4 separate regions of the Mus musculus genome follow, and regions 1, 2 and 4 are each linked to region 3. The links are chromatin contacts, called in public Hi-C, HiCAR-type and HiChIP or PLAC-seq maps. All regions are on one chromosome and are shown on one strand. The core of a region is the stretch at or near the end of the contact, and the rest is flanking DNA. Distances in the headings are between cores, read along the strand shown. Region 1 has its middle 180 kb from the start of Gm41259. Region 2 has its middle 85 kb from the start of Gm41258. Region 3 has its middle 49 kb from the start of 5430437J10Rik. Region 4 has its middle 120 kb from the start of Gm41259.

The links. A called contact is a pair of places that touch in the nucleus more often than the background predicts. HiCAR-type assays count read pairs that join an accessible place to other places. HiChIP or PLAC-seq counts read pairs in DNA pulled down with a chosen protein or histone mark.
Region 1: a Hi-C map of the N1E-115 cell line shows a contact between it and region 3, with 3 times the contacts expected there. The contact joins two enhancer-like sites. A contact is called at or near these places in 1 of 484 Hi-C or Micro-C datasets (the N1E-115 cell line) and 1 of 115 datasets of contacts at active chromatin or transcription factors (microglia).
Region 2: a contact with region 3 is called in a HiCAR-type map of Th17 cells, with 4 times the contacts expected there. The contact joins two enhancer-like sites. A contact is called at or near these places in 1 of 484 Hi-C or Micro-C datasets (regulatory T cells) and 2 of 115 datasets of contacts at active chromatin or transcription factors (Th17 cells and bone marrow-derived macrophages).
Region 4: a contact with region 3 is called in an H3K4me3 HiChIP or PLAC-seq map of bone marrow-derived macrophages, with 4 times the contacts expected there. The contact joins two enhancer-like sites. A contact is called at or near these places in 2 of 15 datasets of contacts at CTCF or cohesin (the NIH/3T3 cell line and large pre-B cells), 3 of 484 Hi-C or Micro-C datasets (bone marrow-derived macrophages, macrophages and uterus) and 4 of 115 datasets of contacts at active chromatin or transcription factors (Th17 cells, bone marrow-derived dendritic cells, bone marrow-derived macrophages and 1 more).

What each region holds. Positions count from the first base shown.
Region 1 is chr15:5,867,272-5,871,906 of GRCm38.p6, reverse strand. It overlaps the pseudogene Gm8043. Among named protein-coding and RNA genes, the nearest start is that of Gm41259, 180 kb to the left of the region's middle. Within about 2 kb of position 2,361, at least 15 of the 459 cell types and tissues checked have an H3K27ac peak or open chromatin away from gene starts, as enhancers often do. A contact at or near this core is called in the N1E-115 cell line, where this site is marked.
Region 2 is chr15:5,756,113-5,760,954 of GRCm38.p6, reverse strand. No RefSeq gene overlaps it. Among named protein-coding and RNA genes, the nearest start is that of Gm41258, 85 kb to the right of the region's middle. Within about 2 kb of position 2,189, at least 10 of the 459 cell types and tissues checked have an H3K27ac peak or open chromatin away from gene starts, as enhancers often do. A contact at or near this core is called in Th17 cells and regulatory T cells, where this site is marked.
Region 3 is chr15:5,444,526-5,449,309 of GRCm38.p6, reverse strand. It overlaps the pseudogene Gm46496. Among named protein-coding and RNA genes, the nearest start is that of 5430437J10Rik, 49 kb to the left of the region's middle. Within about 2 kb of position 2,694, at least 126 of the 459 cell types and tissues checked have an H3K27ac peak or open chromatin away from gene starts, as enhancers often do. A contact at or near this core is called in the N1E-115 cell line, Th17 cells, bone marrow-derived macrophages and 1 more, where this site is marked.
Region 4 is chr15:5,924,486-5,929,238 of GRCm38.p6, reverse strand. No RefSeq gene overlaps it. Among named protein-coding and RNA genes, the nearest start is that of Gm41259, 120 kb to the left of the region's middle. Within about 2 kb of position 1,273, at least 15 of the 459 cell types and tissues checked have an H3K27ac peak or open chromatin away from gene starts, as enhancers often do. A contact at or near this core is called in bone marrow-derived macrophages, where this site is marked.

The DNA of each region.
Region 1 (4,635 bases), core at 1,112-3,611, 420 kb before region 3:
AATAACATCTGCTCCTCTGTCCTGGGCTTCTGGGAAAGGAAAGAGAAACATACAGACAGCAACAAACCCTAGTGAATCCCTTTGCAAGCCATTTGGTGCCTCTCCTGTGCACTGCCTGTGGCACGCTCAGGAACTTGTCCCCGAGCACTCCATGTCAGCCAGACAGGTTTTGTCCTCTGAGCTGACTTAGAAAGAGAAATCCAGCAGTTTTCTCCCCAAGTGGACTGTTACACATTTGGGGTTTAGATTAAACGAGTCTTCTATGTATGGAAAGCGGGGCTGCAGATATAGAGATCAGATCTCCCTAGGTGTGGAAGTCCCGTTTGTGCAATGTTACTTGCATATGTTTTCAGGGCCGACCGTTTGGTTTTGGATAACAGTGGCCTTCCAGGATTTCCTGTTTCTCATCATGCCTCAAGGTCTCGTGCTAACAATTGAAACTCGTAATTCACTTGCCATAAACCCTGGGCTTTAGTAAATATTTTATATTCATTAATTATTTTCATCATTAAGACATAATCCTCATTTTATGAATTTGGAACCAGACATACCATGTACCAAATATTTAATAATCATTTCCTCAAGTCACCAAATCACAGAGTGTGAAACCAGGATTTAACCTTAGTTTATCTTCATATGCTATATTCTGCCTAAACTCTTGCAAATTAGGGGATAATATTTATAAATCTATAATTTCTTTTTGTGGAGTAAAATTTCATCTTAAGTCCTATTAATCTATTTTCATATATTCAAAACAGGCATGCTCAAAATTAACAAATGCATGCTATGTTCTTTTAGCATCTATTTATTTCTAATGATCTAGTTATTTAAATTTGGGGACAGATTCTTACTCTGTAGCCTAGGTTGGCTTCAATTTCACTTCATAGCCCAGGATGGCTTCCACATCAGTATACTGTCCAGGTTGACTTTCAACTAGTGACTTTGAACTTTGAACTCTCTGTGCTAGAATTACAAATAACTATAGTCAAGTCCAGCTCCATTTTGCAACAATTCAAAAACAAAAGGAAGTTATGTAAACAGTATTTCAAAACATATGTCATGGAAAGCAAGCTGATATTCATGGACAATACAATCAAGTAATCTTTAGAGAGAATATTAAGACAAAAATCATAAGTGTTAAATTTTTCTCCAGAAGTGTAATCATTAATTGTTCAGTTCCATATGTAGCAAGAACACTGTACTTATTTTGTATATGATAACACGTATGCCTAGAAACATGGAGATCAGTCATTATTAGAGTAATCAGGAAATGAGCAGTCTCCAGAGGATCTTGCACATTCCATTACACTATTCCTTGCCATTGAAAGAAGCAGGAGTTAAAGTCTCACTAGGGCCCCTCGGCACCTACTTCCCACCCATGTCCCCACCCCCTCCTCTCTTTAGGGATAAATGAGTGCTATTGTATTTTTAAAAATAGTTATAAATTAAAAAATATTTTTATTTATTCACTTTTCATCCCTCTCACTGGCCTCCTGCTTACCCCCTTACAATTCTTCCTCCCTCCCTTTCTCTTCCGAGCGGGTGGGGCCTCCTGGGTATTCCTCCTCCCCTTGTCACTTCAAGTCTCTGTGAGGCTAGACGCTTCCTTTCTCACTGAGGTCAGACAAGGCAGCCCAGCTAGTAGAGCATATTCCGTACACAGGCAACAGCTTTTGGGTTAGCACCCAAGAAATGCAAGGATTCAGGACAGAGTTGAGACTAAGGAAATGGCCAACCAATAATCAGTCCAACTTGAGACCCAGCCCATGGGCAAGCACCAGTCTCTGACACTGTTAATGATACTTTGTTATGCTAGCAGACAGGAGTCTAGCACAGGCTGTCCTTTGAGAAGCTCTAACCAGCAGCTGACTCAGACAGATGAAGATCCCCACAGCCAAACAAGTGGGTGGAGCTTGAAGACTCTTTTGGAAGAATAAGAGGAAGGAATTTGAGCTGAAGGGGCTAGGAACTCCACAGGAAGACCAACAGAGTCAACTAATCTAGATCGTTGAGTCTCTCAGAGACTGAACCACCAACTACAGGCTAGACCTAGTTCCCTGTTCATATGTGTGCAGCTTGGTCTTGATGTGGGTACTGAACAACTGGAGTGCTATCTTATTATACTCCAGCCCCTTCTGCATGAGAACAGATCAATGCCAGGCAAATCACCCTCTCAAAACTACACCCTCCCCCAAACCTCACTCACCAGAGCCTCAGGAATTCGTTCCTTAAGCTGCAAATGTGAAACTTTGGAAAGCTGAATTGGTAGCTGAATTGGTAGCAGACAGTTCCCAGTGTACACATTAATATTTTCACGTTGAACCTGGCTCGTGTTTATACATCCAGCCTGGCATCTGGCATTTGTTACTAGAATAACACAGCTTTAAAATGCCTGCCAGCCCCGCGGCAAGCCAAGTCATCTCCACTTAATGAGAAGTATCGCTCCAAGCTTCTCTAAACGTTAACCAGATGCCACACGCTGTCAGTTCTTCTGCCACCGGAATATTAACAAAGTGTCGACACATCTGTGAGTCGCGCTTAGATCCAGATGACAAAGTGATACTGTGATACCAACAAGTTGAATGATGATCCCTAAGCCAGAGCATCTGTTCCTGCAGGTCCCCTGAAATTTTGAGTTAGGCTTTGTTTCAAATTTATGTATAGGCAGTGAGTGAGGTCTCATGAGTACAACCGATCTTGCTACAGTGTATCACAGAGCTCTGGATGTAAGGCATCTCACTTGAGCTCTAGTGGGATTTTGTATCCCCTTGAATATTAAAGGGAGGAAATAGAAGTTACACAAATGGAAACAGTCTACATTGTTGTCTTGTCACTGTTTCTTTCCACGTTCTCAACTGCTTGCTGTGGAAAAACTCACAACAAGGAAAACAAACCCAACACGATCCTTAGCAATCCAACCAAACAGGAAAAAAAATAATCCAAATATTCTGAAATTGGCAGAGACTGGCAAAAAAAAAAAAAAAAAAAAATCTGTGCATATGCATGAGCTCCTCATACTCCTATATTGTGCCCTTGCGAACTGAGAGCCTATCTATTGCAGTGTCAAAGCCTAAAAAGTATTTTTAGATTTGGAAAGAACCTTCACAATCATTAATATCCCTCCTAGACATTGGTTCTGTTTCAGCTACAATGTTTTTCCCTTGAGGGCATGATATATGGGTGGGAGAGCAGGTCTAATGGAATCTTCAATCATATACACGAGCCTGGTGTTTTAGTAAATAAACATGTCTCCTGAGCATTGTGGGCAATTCTAGGCCCTTAGGGAACACAAGGGAGCCCCCAGTTTATAACTAAATACACAAACGGAGCCACAGGAAGACCTCTTCCTCCCACGTTCATCGGGAAAATCACTGATGCACAGTAATATATTTAAGGTAAGTGAAGATGTGCTTTCCTTCATATACAGAAGCTCCTTTTAGTAATGTTAATATGTTTGGGTTCATTCTACATAGGCCAGCTTCACATATTCAACAGGTAACAAATGGTCCCTTTTGTAAGTTAGATATTATTTTACTTGCTATAGATTTAGTGGCAATGAAAGTTGAGGGAGACTCTTCTTTAGTTAATCAAAATAAATAGAGAGAAAACCTCTGAAAGATTGTATTCAAACTTTCCAGTAGCATTTCTCATATTTTATCCAATATCTCTTTGATAGAGCTTTGGGAATTAGTATGTTTATGTTTGCAACTAAAATTGCCTATGCCCCTTAGCATTCACTACACTTGTTGCTTCACAGGGACAACTAACTGAAATCATGAAATCATGGCAAGAAAGTAAAATTTATCCACTGTAAAAATGTTACTATTCACTTATTTTATAAACAAACACAAATTCTTAACATAGGAACAACAATATACAATGTAGAATGGAAACTATTTATCAAGCTTCTGAAATACGATGGAGTTAACCAGTTGAAGAATTATTTTTGTGGCATTTTTAGTTAATTCTAGTGTGCTATAAAAATTGTATTTGATAAATGCAAAGTGATGGCTTGATAATATCATATACATATAGAAATGCTTAGGACAACAATTTGAATTAACCTGTGTACACTTCATATTGCCAATGCTTCCCTTCTTGGTAGCCATGTTTGTTTCAACGTTTCTGTCATTCCGAATATATATTCCATGTGTATAAGAGAAGAGTCAATGTTTTTTCTGTCTCTTATATATTGTGCATCATAATGGCCTTCAGGTATGTGACCATTATTGACAATGCCATTATTTACATTATATTGAAGGTAACACACACAGGAACACACACAGAGGCCTTGTAATCTCTATATCATCTTTATAAAGATATGTGGTTTATTTTCTGTTATTGTAAATTGTAAATATATAAGATTACTTACAAATACATGTCACTCGTATGTTGCTTTTTCCCTCACAAGTCTTCTCCCTCCCCAACATGGTCTTTTTATAGTGTCTTTTTTTTTTTCTTTTTCTTTTTTATGGAGAATACAAATACAAGCACTTTATTTTAAAAAACAAACACAAAAGATCATGTAAATCCAAAAGTGTTAATTGTTTCAAGCTTCCATTTTGGATCATTTAGAATCTACACAGGTTTGTTCCCAGCTTATCCATCACTAGTCTGTAAAGGGAAAATGATTCT
Region 2 (4,842 bases), core at 940-3,439, 310 kb before region 3:
ATTATATTGCAATATATTACTATTTGTTTGCATTAAAAGAATTTATGGTGTTGATATTTTTTAAAATATTCACAATATTAGTCATGTGATGTTTCCTCTTGTATAGTCCAGGTTACTTTACAACAATGTGCTACCATTGGCTGAGTTATAAGCATGGCCTAATTTTTTCATAATTTCTGATATGATCTGGTCATATTTCTATGTTCCTAATTTATAACTCAAGTTAGTGTGACAGTGGAATTACACACAGATTCTAAACACCTTTGCACTAAGAGCCCAGTACCGTAGAGGACTGGTGCAAAGCTAAGCTATGTGTTCTGTCATCTAGACAGCTGTCATTGTAGCTGCCATGAGCAGGTGAATGACTCATCATAAAATATTTACTATTTGATCTTTAAAAATAAACTTTTTCAAATTCTGAAATAGGCTAGAGACTTAAATATTCTTAGCCAAACATGGGGGGAGGATCAAAGCTTGTTCCTTAGACCTGTCAGTTAGAAGGAGTCTGGAGTCACATTGATGGTTAGTTTGCAATTAATTGTAAGAACAAATAGACTCACATACCATCCCTTCTACACTGTTATGTACAAATGGAGCTTAAGGCTGAATCTCTATTTTGGGGCTCTCGTTTTGCTGCTGGCTTCCTGCACGGTTGCTGTTTTTCATTCCTAGATTCCCAGAGCAGTAGGCGAGAGAAGTTTCTAGATCTTGACACTGACAACAATGATTGTGGTTCTGAAGGTCACTGTAGCCTGGGAGGGGCAGGACCATTGCAGACCTGGTCCTCAGTGAGCAGGGCAGCAGTGGGGAGTGCCCCAGGGGCTCCTATCAATAGAAACAAGTCATTGTATCACTTATACTTTCTTTCTGCTCTCTAGTTGTCTTCTCTTTTATTTTTCTGGCTCTTTTATGTAGCTGGCCTTGACTGGTAGGTCATTCTTCAGTGACAGGGTCCTCTGTGGGATGTGGCCAGTGGAATGAAAAGAAAGAACCCAGAAGACTGGTATCTGAAAGTCTTACATAAGCTATGTTTTTATGTCAAGCAAGCCCCTTAAAGAAATGTGGCATTCTATATACTACTTCCAGGGGAGAAATTGAACAGTCAACGGACACTATCATTCAATGAGACAAGTCAGAGATGAGCTAGTCAAGCAATGTTACCCAAGAGGAACACAAGTTGTCTCAAGAGCATTGCAGACTGAGCACACAGTGACCCTGGGACTGATAAGTACAGCCCTGTAAAATGGGAAGTTAGGTACTCTAAATCTGAAGACCAGCTCCCCCACAGGCCCTGGCCCTAGACCATAAGCAGCTCTGTGGAGCATATTCCTGGTTTTAAAGAAGAAACTGGGTTCCTTCTTCACACATCCTCACCTCAAGGAAAAGCGCCTAAGGCCCTGGCCCCAAGCTGTTATCGGCTCAGTTAGCTCCTTCCTGGTTGTAGGTGCTATGTTCCTTCTTTGAATATCCTGGGCTCAAGGAACGTCTTCAGTCCAGCCAGTCCTCGGCAGTATCAACCTTTCAATATTAAGTCTCTCAGCTTTTTCAACCAGTTATTTTCTAATACACTAAACTATGCCCTAAATCATAATCTCTCTAGGTCTCCTGAATACATATTGTTGGCATACATTTGAAAACAAGACACCGCTACTCAGGCATCTAGAGAGAGAACGAATAAAACTACATAAGGGCTGAAGTGGTGTTGTCTTGGTGATCTCTGAAGCATAACATACAGAGTTTTATGTTCTTCCCTTTGGTGGTATTGGATCCTCACCAGATGCTTCTGTTAGAGGTAGAATCATTGTGATCTTCCAGGTCTAAACTCCTTGGAGAATGACTAATTCATAATGACAGAGACTTTTCGTGTCTCTGGGGTATTAAATGCTAACAAATTCTACTCATTTCTGATACTGATGTCATTTTCTGACTCTTCACTGATTTTTTTTTTTCAGGTTGAAGATGTCTCAAAAAATCAGTTTCCAACTAAATTCCCCAGTGATTGATGTGGTGTTTTCTAATCTCAATATCCTGCCTTATTTTCCTCTAAGAACCAAAACAGAATATTAATATTTCCACCAGTCAGTGCTTGTGGTCACATTACTCATTTACTAATGGGTTTACTATAAGTACTTGCATTTTTGTTTCCAGGAAATCTTGCGTTTCTATATTCAGAGATGAATGTTTTTTAACATGTGTTTAAAAGACACTACTTACTACACAGTGGAGTGTGTAGGGGTAACCTGAACGGGTGCCAGTGTAACTAGTTCCCATGTTAATCCATTCCTACATACAAACAAAATGATTCTGAGAAACCTAAAACAACCATCTCACTGCAAATTCTAAGGAACCTTGACACCTCAATCAGTTAGTACCACCTACCACTAGAAGCATCCTGAAACTAAAGCAACATTGCTTGCCTCCAAGTCAGCTCAAGACAATTTAGCTCCTCCCCCTTTGTCATGGATTTAATTGTTCTTATTTTTTTATTTAACATACAAAGTACGAGACTGGGGCTTGATAGCCTGCTCAGCATTTTCCAGGATATGTGGCTTCTGCTGACACACTCATTATCTTTTCCCTGACCTCAACCACTGACCAAGTTTTCAGGTCTCTTCACGTGGGGCATCTCTAGTTTGACTTGCTGGCATGGCCCCTGAATATATGGAATGCAGGATTTGTGCCCACCAGGTCTTAGTAGTCTCAAAGGCAGTCTGGATTATGTTGACTTCTGCCACTTCCATCAGATGGTGACGTACTTTTATTGCTTTCCTGGGTGTTTCCCGTGTAGATTAGATTCTTCATCACCATCAACCAAGTCTTGCTTTGAGCTTCCTGGAGCATATTAAATAATTAAATTTATACCACAAGGAATTTTAACTTGGAACTTGGAAAATCTCAATATGTGCCCTCTCAACATGAATACAATAACAATGATAAGTGGGGTGCTTTCAGATGATGTTAGGAAGGAAGTGGATTAGAACCACTCAGCTAGTATGGCTCTAAACCTTGAACACAGTACTTGTACTTGAACCTAGGCAATTTGTCATCAGCTCCTTCATGCAATGTATCTGTTTCTTTGATCTTTACGTTTCTTAGTCTTTCGTTTGTATCCTTTTGCTGGGTTTTGTTTTTTGTTTTGTTTGTTTGTTTGGTTAGTTTTTGGTTTTTCTAGACAGGGTTTCTCTGTATAGCCCTGGCTGTCCTGGAACTCACTTTGTAGACCAGGCTGGCCTCGAACTCAGAAATCCGCCTGCCTCTGCCTCCCGAGTGCTGGGATCAAAGGCGTGTGCCACCACGCCCAGCTTTGCTGTTGTTTTTAAGTTATTATTATACTTTTAATTTTGCATGTGTGTGAGAGAGAAGGGGAAGGAGGACAGACAGAGGGAGAAAGAAAAATGCTCTGTGTGTGTGTGTGTGTGTGTGTGTGTGTGTGCATATTTGTGTGACTAGGTCAGAGGACAACTGAAAGACTTGTTCCATCCTTCCACCATGTGGAACGTGAGGATCAAAATCAGGTTGTCAAATATAGCAGCAAGCGCCTGTCTCCCTCTGGCCATTTCCACTCTTCTCTTTCTTTATTAAATGAGACAAGCCCTTGCTATGACTCCCATGTTGGCCTGGAATTCACTTTTTAGCGCAAACAAGTCTTTAGCTAATCATTTTCTTACTTTAGCATGCATTTGCTAGATTTACATATGCATGCTACAATTTCCTGCTGTGTCACTTTCCATCCTGACAGGAGGCTCTTGTTTTGCTGTTTTGTTCAGTTAACAGTAGGTTGGCAAAAACATGACCTTTCTAGTTTCCTCTCTGTCTTGGCCATCTACCTCTCATAGTTTTCTTTACCTCCTATGAGGCAAACTCATTAAACTCTGCCAATTTGTTTGTTTGTGTTTTTTTAGTCACTTATATATTAGTCTGAAAACAAGAATTTTCTCTTGGCTATCCCATATTCATTTTTAAAGCCGAAATCTCTGGTCGTTTATAAAACTTGAACATTGATAAAAAGTTTCTTTAAATTGTAATATATCTATGATACTTGCTTCTGAAATGTAAGATAATTTTGTCACAGGCAGGTTTATAGCAGACCAAGGCCAATGCTGTCCAACTCACAGTTATACATTTAAAATTTCCAAGATTTACATTAAGTCCCTGAAGTTTTCAATTTATTTTAGATATTCATCATATTTCAGTTCAACAGAGTTCTAGACTGAAGCCACTATTCCAGGGACCATCTATTAAAATGTTCATCCTTGACTTTTTCTGAGATACCCATTTAAGCCTGGAGAAATGACTGCTTACAATGTCTGATGGACTTGGAAACTGAGTTGTGGCCAAAGCAATTGGGTCACATTTCTGGTCCTGTGAAATGACATCCTAGAATGGAATTTCAAGTTTTGAGATACTGTAGGAAATAGTCCAGGTGGCTTTAAGACTCTTAACTGGTAGAGTGAGATTTTCACCAGAAAACTCAAAGAAAGTTTTGCTATTTGCTGTCATCGTCTGTGGAGCCTTTGCCCCAGACTCACCTTTCTCCATTTTTTGAATTTTGTCTCTAGATTTTTTTGGCATAGAGCCAATACCATGTGTACATACATCCTATACTCACAAATTCATGCCTTTATATCTCTGTGTTGACATCTAACTTCCAGGAGAAATGAAGTGAAAATAAATAGTGATATGCTTCATGCTATTTAGTTCATCTTCTCTTGACAGCTCCATCGAAGATTAGAGGTGAAGAGGATGGTAGAACAGAGGAAGGGAGGAAACACGTGGTTGACTGATTGTGCTAATCAAATAGTCTAAGTTCTTTTGTTAGGCTTGGGTAGAGCTTCTGTGTTA
Region 3 (4,784 bases), core at 1,445-3,944:
TATAGCTGTCTCTTGTGAGGCTATGCTGAGGCCTAGCAAACACAGAAGTGGATGCTCACAGTCAGCTATTAGCTGGATCACAGGGCCCCCAATGGAGGAGCTAGACAAAATACCCAAGGAGCTAAAGGGTTCTGCAACCCTATAGATGGAACAACCATATGAACTAACCAGTATCCCCAGAGTTCGTGTCTCTAGCTGCTTATGTATCAGAAGATGTCCTAGTCTGCCATCATTGGAAAGAGAGCCCCATTGGTCTTGCAAACTTTATATGCCCCGGTACATGGGAATGCCTGGCCAAGAAGTGGGAGTGGGTGGGTAGGGGAGTGGGGGGGAGTGTATGGGGGACTTTTGGGATAGCATTGGAAATGTAAATGAAGAAAATACCTAATAAATAAAAAAAGACTGGTTACAAATATGTAATAAATTTATATACATATATACATATTCGTAAATATATAAATACAACCTGCTCAGTACAAACAATGTTACTTTTCTGTGTATGTTTTCAGAGATGACCATCGATACAGTGCTCCCTGAGGAGTCATAGACTAACATAACCCTAACACCAAGCACAAGAAGCTCTCGTTTTTGTCAGGGTTTTCCAAGAAAATCCCAAAATATTATAGGCTACTGGACTGCCTTTTGTTGCCCCAGAGGTGGGAGGTAAGTCACTATTGCTGAAGACTCCATTCACTTACATGCTATTTTTTTAATTGCTTCCCCAAAACAACCATAGGCTAACACCAACAAAATCCAGGAGCCAGAATGAGAAATTTTCTTTGGAATGTTTAAGAGTTATTCAAGTGACTCCTAAAACAACACAGACTACTATCAATGTAGTCCTCGTTTACTGCTAACACCACACACTTTGAACCCAGAACTCAGATGAGTCAAGTGGATGACTCTAGCTTCTATGATATACAAGTTGTCAGTGGAGGGAGGCAACTCAAGAGTCCTACCCAGCTGCAAAACCTATGAAGCACAACAATGATCAGCATGATAAGATATCCAAAGAATGAAATGAGAATCCCTTGTGTGTTGGTGATAACCAACAGCTGTCTAATTAGACTTAAGTCTCATGCAACAGGAAGGAATTCATGCCTTGTATGGGAAATCTAGCTAGCTTCTCAAGTTTTGTGAGGGCATAGACCTTAGAAAAGAATTTACCACCATGACTTGGCTAAACCAGAGTAATTACTCACTACAACTCAAATCTCATCCTTCAATGCTGTGGGTACAGATAAGTGTAGGTAGCTCCCACACCTCATCAAACAGAGCCTCTATTTACAGCAAATGGAGTCTATCACAAAAAACCCACAGCTGAACACAATACAGCGACAGATCATGAGGAGCCCAGCCTCAATGGATACACTTATATCACAGCTCTTATATCTATGGCTTGGCTCAGGGCATATCCTGGAAGAAAGGGTAAAAAGATTGTCTGATCCAGAACACCAGGAAGTTGGCTGTGAAACAGTCTCTCCTAGAAATGGCTGAATAAACAAGACTGGAACAATTTCATTATCAATAGATCTGGTGACATGAAAGTGGGTAAAATGTCATGGGACCCACCCACAGGCAACTAATAACAGCCAGAGGAGAATTAGCCTCTCCTGGATATAAGTCCCCTTGTTGGTTACTCAATGAATACGGGTCCATATATACACAAACAACCAAAAAAGACCCAGAAAGTTGATTATATATTTGTGGATACTTATGCACGTGCACACACACACACACACACACACACACACACACACACATATGTATATATGAAACAGTAATAATCAAAGAAATAGAGGCTAGCAATGTAAGCATGGGAAGGTCATAGGAGGGATTGGAGGAAAAAATATCTGGGAAGGGGCTGGAGGGAGGAAAGGGGTAGTGGGAAAGGGATGTAATTCTCTTTTAACTAAAAATATATTAATAAAATAGGAGTAAATGAACTTTCATCATTAATGTAGATTGAAGTAATTTATTTTCCTGTCACCTAAATGAGGCTCTCACCCAACATCTTCTCATTCTCATACAGAAGGCCCACACACACACACACACACACACACACACACACACACACACACACGGCTGAAGATTAGTACATTCTTTTGAGAACTACAGGACAAGTTCAAAATGGATATTGTAGCTCCTCAGCTGATCATGTGAAAAATCCCTGTAACAGGGCCTGTCATGCATGACATCATCTGGGTCATAGGTTCTGGTGGGAAAGGTCACTTTAAAGGTCCCTTCTCTTTTAGCTCATTCTAATAATGAAAGCCACCAATGACAGCTAAATGTCATCAACTTTCCAAGGTTCAGACCTGCACCCAGGAACAGGGAATCCAGACCTCCTGACTTGTAGGTTATGATACAGCATCGCCAGGCTGTGACATGTTTGCAGCTCTCACTTCTGCCCTGACACCTCTGCAATGCTACAGGGGGTTTCCTACATCTCCCCTCCTCGTGCTTTTCTGAACTCACCCAGATTTTATTTACATATGCTTCACTAATCCTCAGTGGCCCCAGGCAGTAATTATATTAAACCCCCAAAAACGAATAAAATAGTTAATATAAAACTATAACATTGCTGTCAAAAGGAAGACGATAATTGTGACATGGGCTCCAGGGAAATGGAGAAGTGGTCAAGTCACTTTGCTATTTTTACCTGCCTCTAATTATAGAAGGAACTGTATGTGTTTAATCAAATGTGCAATCACACAGACAGTGACTCAGAGCTCTGAGAAGAGTCAAACCACGTTGACAGCAACTATGCTCAAAAGATCCTAATCTTTCACTTCTGCTATTACTTTATTCATCTTCCGGGTGTTAATAAATCAACATTGGCCTGGAGGTTCTCGTCTGTAAGGTGAAGGACTTGGACAACAGGATCTCTAGTTTCCTTTCCAGGGAAAAGTCTATGCTTTTGAGGGATTACAGAAAAGGAAACAAGGATACAGTGTAAAGTTGAAGAGTTACACAGAAGAAAACAGGAACCAGGAAGTAAAAATTTATAGTCTCCAGACATCCAGGCACCTTCCCCGACAGAGGAGGGCTCTGCTGCAGAGCACCTGGGGGGAGCCATCTTGGGTCCCAGATCCCTCAAAGACTAGTCTGCCCAGGCGAGAGTGCGGACTACAGAAGCTACACAGCTTCTACAACAGGCAGAAGCAACACAGCTTCTGGAACAGAGCCCATTTCGGGCTCCAGACATCCCGGCACCTTCCCTGACAGAGGAGAGGTATCTGCCCTGCCCAGGAGGGCTCTACAACAGAGCACCTGGGAGAGCAATATTGGGTACCAGATCCCTCAGAGACTAGTCTGCTCAGGTGAGAGAACACACTACAGAAGGTATACAGATTCTGGGACAGGCCCTGTTTCAGGACTTCATCTTAAGCCAGGAGGGAGGTCCAAACACAAGATATCTGTGCACCTTCCCTGAAAAAGGAGAACTTGCCTACAGAGAGTACTCTGACCACTGAAACTCAGGAGAGAGCTACACTACCAGATCTGCTCACAGAGGCTAACAGAATCACAGGAGGAGCAAGCTCCAATCAGAGACAACTATAACAACTAACTCCAGAAATTACCAGAGGGCGAAAGGCAAACATAAGAATCTTACTAACAGAAACCAAGACCACTCACCATCATCAGAACCCAGCACTCCCACCTCAGCCAGTCCTAGATACCCAACACACCCAAAATGCAAGACTCGGTTTTAAAATCATATCTCTTGATGCTGGTAGAGGACATCAAGAAGGACTTTAATAACTCACTTAAAGAAATACAGGAGAACACTGCTAAAGAGGTAGAATCCCTTAAAGAAATACAGGAAAACACAACCAAACAGGTGATGGAATAGGACAAAACCATACAAGACCTAAAAGGGAAACTAAACACAATAAAGAAAACCAAAAGTGAGACAGTGGTGGAGATAGAAACCCTAGGAAAGATATCTGGAACCATACATGTGAGAATCAGCAACAGAATACAAGAGATGGAAGAGAGAATCTCACATGCAGAAGATTCCATAGAGAACACCGGCACAACAGTCAAAGAAAATGCAAAATGCTAAAAGATCCTAACTCAAAACATCCAGGAAATTCTGAACACAATGAGAAGAGCAAACCTATGGATAATAGGAGTAAATGAGAATGAAGATTTTTCAATTTAAAAGGCCAGCAAATATCTTCAACAAAATTATAGAAGAAAACTTCACAAACCTAAAGAAAGAGATGCCCATGAACATACAAGAAGCCTACAGAAGTCCAAATAGACTGGACCAGAAAAGAAATTCCTCCCAACACATAATAATCAGAACAACAAATGCATGAAATAAAGATAGAATATTAAAAGCAGTAAGGGGAAAATGTCAAGTAACATATAAAGGCAGGCCTATTAGAATTACACTAGGTTTCTCACCAGAGCCTATGAAAGCCAGAAGATCCTGTACAGATGATATGCAGACCCTAAGAGAACACAAATGCCAGCCCAGGCTACTATACCAAGAAAAACTCTCAATTACCATAGATGGAGAAACCAAAGTATTCCATGATAAAACAAAATCCAAACAAAATCTTTTCATGAATTCAGCCCTTCAAAGGATAATAAAGGGAAAACACCAACACAAGGACAGAAACTACACCCTCATAAAAGCAAGAAAGTAATCCATCAAGAAACCTAAAAGAAGACAGCCACAAGAACAGAATCCCAACTTTAACAACAAAAATAACAGGAAGCAACAATTACTTTTCTTTAATTTCTTGTAACATCAATGGACTCAATTCCCC
Region 4 (4,753 bases), core at 24-2,523, 480 kb before region 3:
AAGACAGAGAACAAATTGAAAGGTTTGTGCAGGGTCCAGAGAGATGGCCCAGTTCTTAAGGGCACAGACTACTCTGCCAGAGAACCTGAGTCTACTAGTGCCCATATCAAGTAGCTCACATGTTTGACCACTGGAGATACATACACATGCACATGCATTAACCATGAACATATATTACACACACACACACACACACACACACACACACACACACACACACACACATAATTTAAAAATAAAACAATAAAGCTTTTATACCTCAAGGTATACATCAACAAAGCAAAGAGTCACTGTGAGCCTACAAATGGTATTTTATATTATTCATTTTGTAAAATATTAATATCCAAAGCATAGAAAGAACCCAAGTAACATAGGAAGGAATCATCCATTGAAAAGGGAACAAAGGATCTGAGGAAAAAAAAAAAAACTTGGAAGACTTACAAGTTGCCAACAGGTATCTGAAAACTACACAATACTGCTAATCACCAGGCAAATGCAAATCAGAGCCACAATGAGTTCTAACTTCATTGCAGTGAGAATGGCCAGTGTCAAAAAGACAAAGTACTGGTTAAGATGCAGAGGACAAAGGAATCCTTTCACATTGTTGGTAGAGATATCAAAACAAATACACAGGCTTTTCTCAAAAACAGAACAACCATGTCATCCAATAATCCCTCTACAGGCATGTAACCAAAGAGAGTGAAATCAGCATGCTAGAGACACATCTGCACTCCCGGACTTATGGTGGAAGTATTAATGACATCCAACATACAAAATTCACCTACATGTCCACCAGTGAAGAAATAGATAAGTAAATGAAATCACATCATTTGTCACAATAGGAATGAGCCCAGAAGACATTATATTAAAGGAAATGATTTAAGCAAAGAAAGGAAATCAGTGCATCTCTAACTCAGATTTGGCTGATATGAACCAGACTAACTGAGATGACACTCTGTGCACATCGGGGTAGCCGAAAACAAAATGGACTGTGCTAAAGTGCTGGTAAGCTAAAGAATTCTTACACATTTCTGGGAAGCTTCTAACACACACACACACACAAGCACACCACCCACTCACTTACCCTTAGCCATTCCTAAAGATTAAACCTGGAATTACTATATGACTCAGTAACTCTGAAAACATATTCTCATAGATAAAAACTGAAACAGTACAAATACGAAAGAACTGGCAAATCAACAAACACAGTGTGGAGAGAAGACAGATCAGGGAAGTGGAAGTAGATTAGGGGATCCCGTGACCTCATCAGTCTGCAGTGTGTGGGAGGGAGAGCATAGGAGGGAGAAACATAACACCCTATGCAATGTTGGAGCCAAGTCAGTGGAGAGTAGTCCCTGATAAGGCATACACAACAGTGAATTTTCAGTGACAAATTCTAGGTGACAAATGTAAAGTGGGTACTCTTCTCTGGCGAAGGACACCTAGGGTTGTATGTAGTTCAAGTGGGGAGAATGTAAGTTACCCAAAAAAAGCCAGTTAAAATCAAATGGAAAAACACATCTATCCTACATCTGCCTTTTATTTCTGGTTGTATGGGATATGCATTGAAACCATACCCTGGCTTCTCTTTCAGGGCATACAGCCTTCCTCACTGAATGTTAAGGCATTACGAAAAAAACAAAACAAAACAAAAAGTCTTATATTTCGTGTACAGATATTCCCCATTGATGTTAGCCCTTGGTGTAGGTAGAACAAAGGAAAAAAAAAAGCAGACCAAAGATATAACTTCCTCTCTTCCAGTCTTCTATATTTCCATCTTTCAGGACTAGAATTTTTCTCTATCTCTTTAAATTCTAATTAGTTTTAATTGGGAATTTATTCAAAATTAACGTGACTTTCTTCGCTTAAATATAATATACTTTCTGGTACATGATGCAAAGATGTGCGTTGAACATTGACTATTTCTAAACTGTGAGCAAAAACAGAAGAAAAGGAGCCAATGTTTGGAAGATGATTTCAGGCTAGGCATGGTAGAGCACACATGTAATACCAACACTGGGGAATCAGAGGACCAGAACTTTGCTACATACCAAGTGCAAGGACAGCCTCAGATACTGGACACTGTCTCCAGAAAAGAAAGGGGAACTTAGTGTAGAAGGGCTATGCTTACAATAGATGTTAAAAGTGAATAAAATAGACACATGGTTTTATTTATAGGCACATACAAGTACCTCAAGGGTCTGAAGGAGATGGGAAGGTTTCAAGCATCTTTTAGAAGCTGAAGGATTGAAGGTGTATTTCAGGGTTTCCAATAATTAAATTCTGCTAAATCTTACTTCTGGGAAAATATCATTAAAAGACCAAATATAGTAAGAGTTGACTTTCTCCTCACTGATGGAAAACAGATCTTTTTAGAGGAAAAGAAAGTGTATTTAAGGTTATTTTCTGAACATGTACTTAGACACTGGACAGAAGCAGTTTCTAATGAAAGCAACACTGCAAAGCTTGTGGGGTGGTTGGTGTGAAAGACTGCATACTGACAGCTTGTCATCATGTCCTCAGGGTCTCATAAAGTCTTCAGAGTCACCTCAGTCTAGACGATAGACTACTGGACGAATCCAAGAGACTAGTGCTACCTTGAAGTTTTAATTTATTTAATTTTTACATTTATGTATTTTACTGTACATGTACAACTCTTCCCCTTGCATTTTATATGTGTACCATGTGTGCACATGGCAGCCATGGAAGTCAGAGAGCATGTCAGATTCCAGAGAACTGGAGTTGGGGATGGTTGTGAGCCGTCACGTGGGTGTGGGGAATTGAACATATGTCCTCTACCAGAGGAGAAAATGCTCTTAACTACTGAGAAATCGCTCCAGGGCCTTCTTTGGAGTTCGTGAGTAAATGCTTTATTTGCACCATACTAGCAAAATAGTGAATTTTGTAGTGTTGCTATTTATAGCACTGGACTTAGAAGGCAGAGACATTACTTATTAGATGTCTTAAAGTACAAGTGAGGGTAATCTACATGTAAAGAAATTGTGACCTATGAGGACACCCATAAAACACCATCACAAGATATTAGCAAACAGCAACCCTACACATTGCTTTGTGCTTCATTATAAAATTTTCCTATATTACTATGTATTACTTTGCATTCTTAATATAATCTGGCTTTTTAATTTGACATGGTTATTTTGACACTTATCTTGTTGGTGCTTATGTTAACCATTACTTTTATAGGTGTACAATACTGTATTACATATGTACCACCATTCATTGTTCAAAAAATCTTATAATGATATCTTGGTTGTTTCCAGATTAGAAAAACTGCAAATATATTTTAAGAATATTTCTGGACAAGTCTGCGTGTTGAAATATGCTTTTATTTCTTCTTGGTAAACATCTAAGAATAAAATTATATTTTCAAATATAAAAGATATTGTCAGATTGCTTCTTGTACTGGCTAGTTTTGTGTCAACTTGACACAGCTGGAGTTATCACAGAGAAAGGAGCTTCAGTTGAGGAAATGCCTCCATGAGATCCGACTGTAAGGCATTTTCTCAATTAGTGATCAAGGGGGAAAGGCCCCTTGTGGGTGGGACCATATCTGGGCTGGTAGTCTTGGTTTTATAAGAGAGCAGGCTGAGCAAGCCAGAGGAGGCAAGCCAGTAAAGAACATCCCTCCATGGCCTCTGCATCAGCTCCTGCTCCCTGATCTGCTTGAGTTCCAGTCCTGACTTCCTTTGGTGATGAACAGCAGTATGGAAGTGTAAGCCAAATAAACCCTTTCCTCCCCAACTTGCTTCTTGGTCATGATGTTTGTGCAGGAATAGAAACCCTGACTAAGACACTTCTCAAAGTCATTTTCCACCATTGTACATTGCCAGGAATAATGTGCAGAGATTGCTTGGATAGAACACCAGTATCATGTAATCTAACATTTTTAAATATTAAAAAGAAAGCTCATCAGAGAAGATATATGGATGTTAAATATCTGTATAGAGCTATGTGAGACGTTAATAATTAGAGAAAATCATAACTAAAATGATGAGGAGTTCTCTTACCACACTGCCACTAGAATGACCAAATTAAAGAGGCTGACCACAGTGTGTGCTAAGGAGGGTTTTCTTCTTCACTGATTTTGTACTTTCTCTGTAGTTGGCATGGAGTTCCTAGTCGGAACTCTTTTCTCCTCCAAGAGTATAAATAGAGCCAGTTAATCCTTATGGAATCATTTTCTACTTCATTATATTCCATAGACAATTACTCATGTTCTTACTCTTGAAAAAAGTATGCATTTATTCATGCGATTACGGTCTCATTTTTCTCCTCCTCTGGGACTGCTCCATCACAATTTATCTTCTTATTTGTCCTATCTTTATAAAATGCTTCTTCCTTGGTTCTGACCTAAGCTCTGCTTTCTTCTTAGGATATACTTTACCCTCTCAGTCTTTGCATTTTAATGTGTCCACACTGCAATTTCTACTGAATACTTCCAACTGCTTTTTAAAAACCCTTACATACAACTGATTAGACATAACAAACTCCTTATACACTGCAAATTAATAAGAAAGAAACTAAATGGGTTTTTCTTAACTCAGTATTTTTATCTTACGAACTTGTGTATTAATTTCTATTTGTCCTTCTACCTCCTGACCAACAGGAATCCTTCTGAAGTCTTCTTAGACTGAGTAAGACATCAGTATCGTGCATTTTTCATTCCTCCAAGCACAGGACCTAGCAATCAAAATGATTTTGAGTTGTCTGAGTTCTACATAGGACGGAAAGC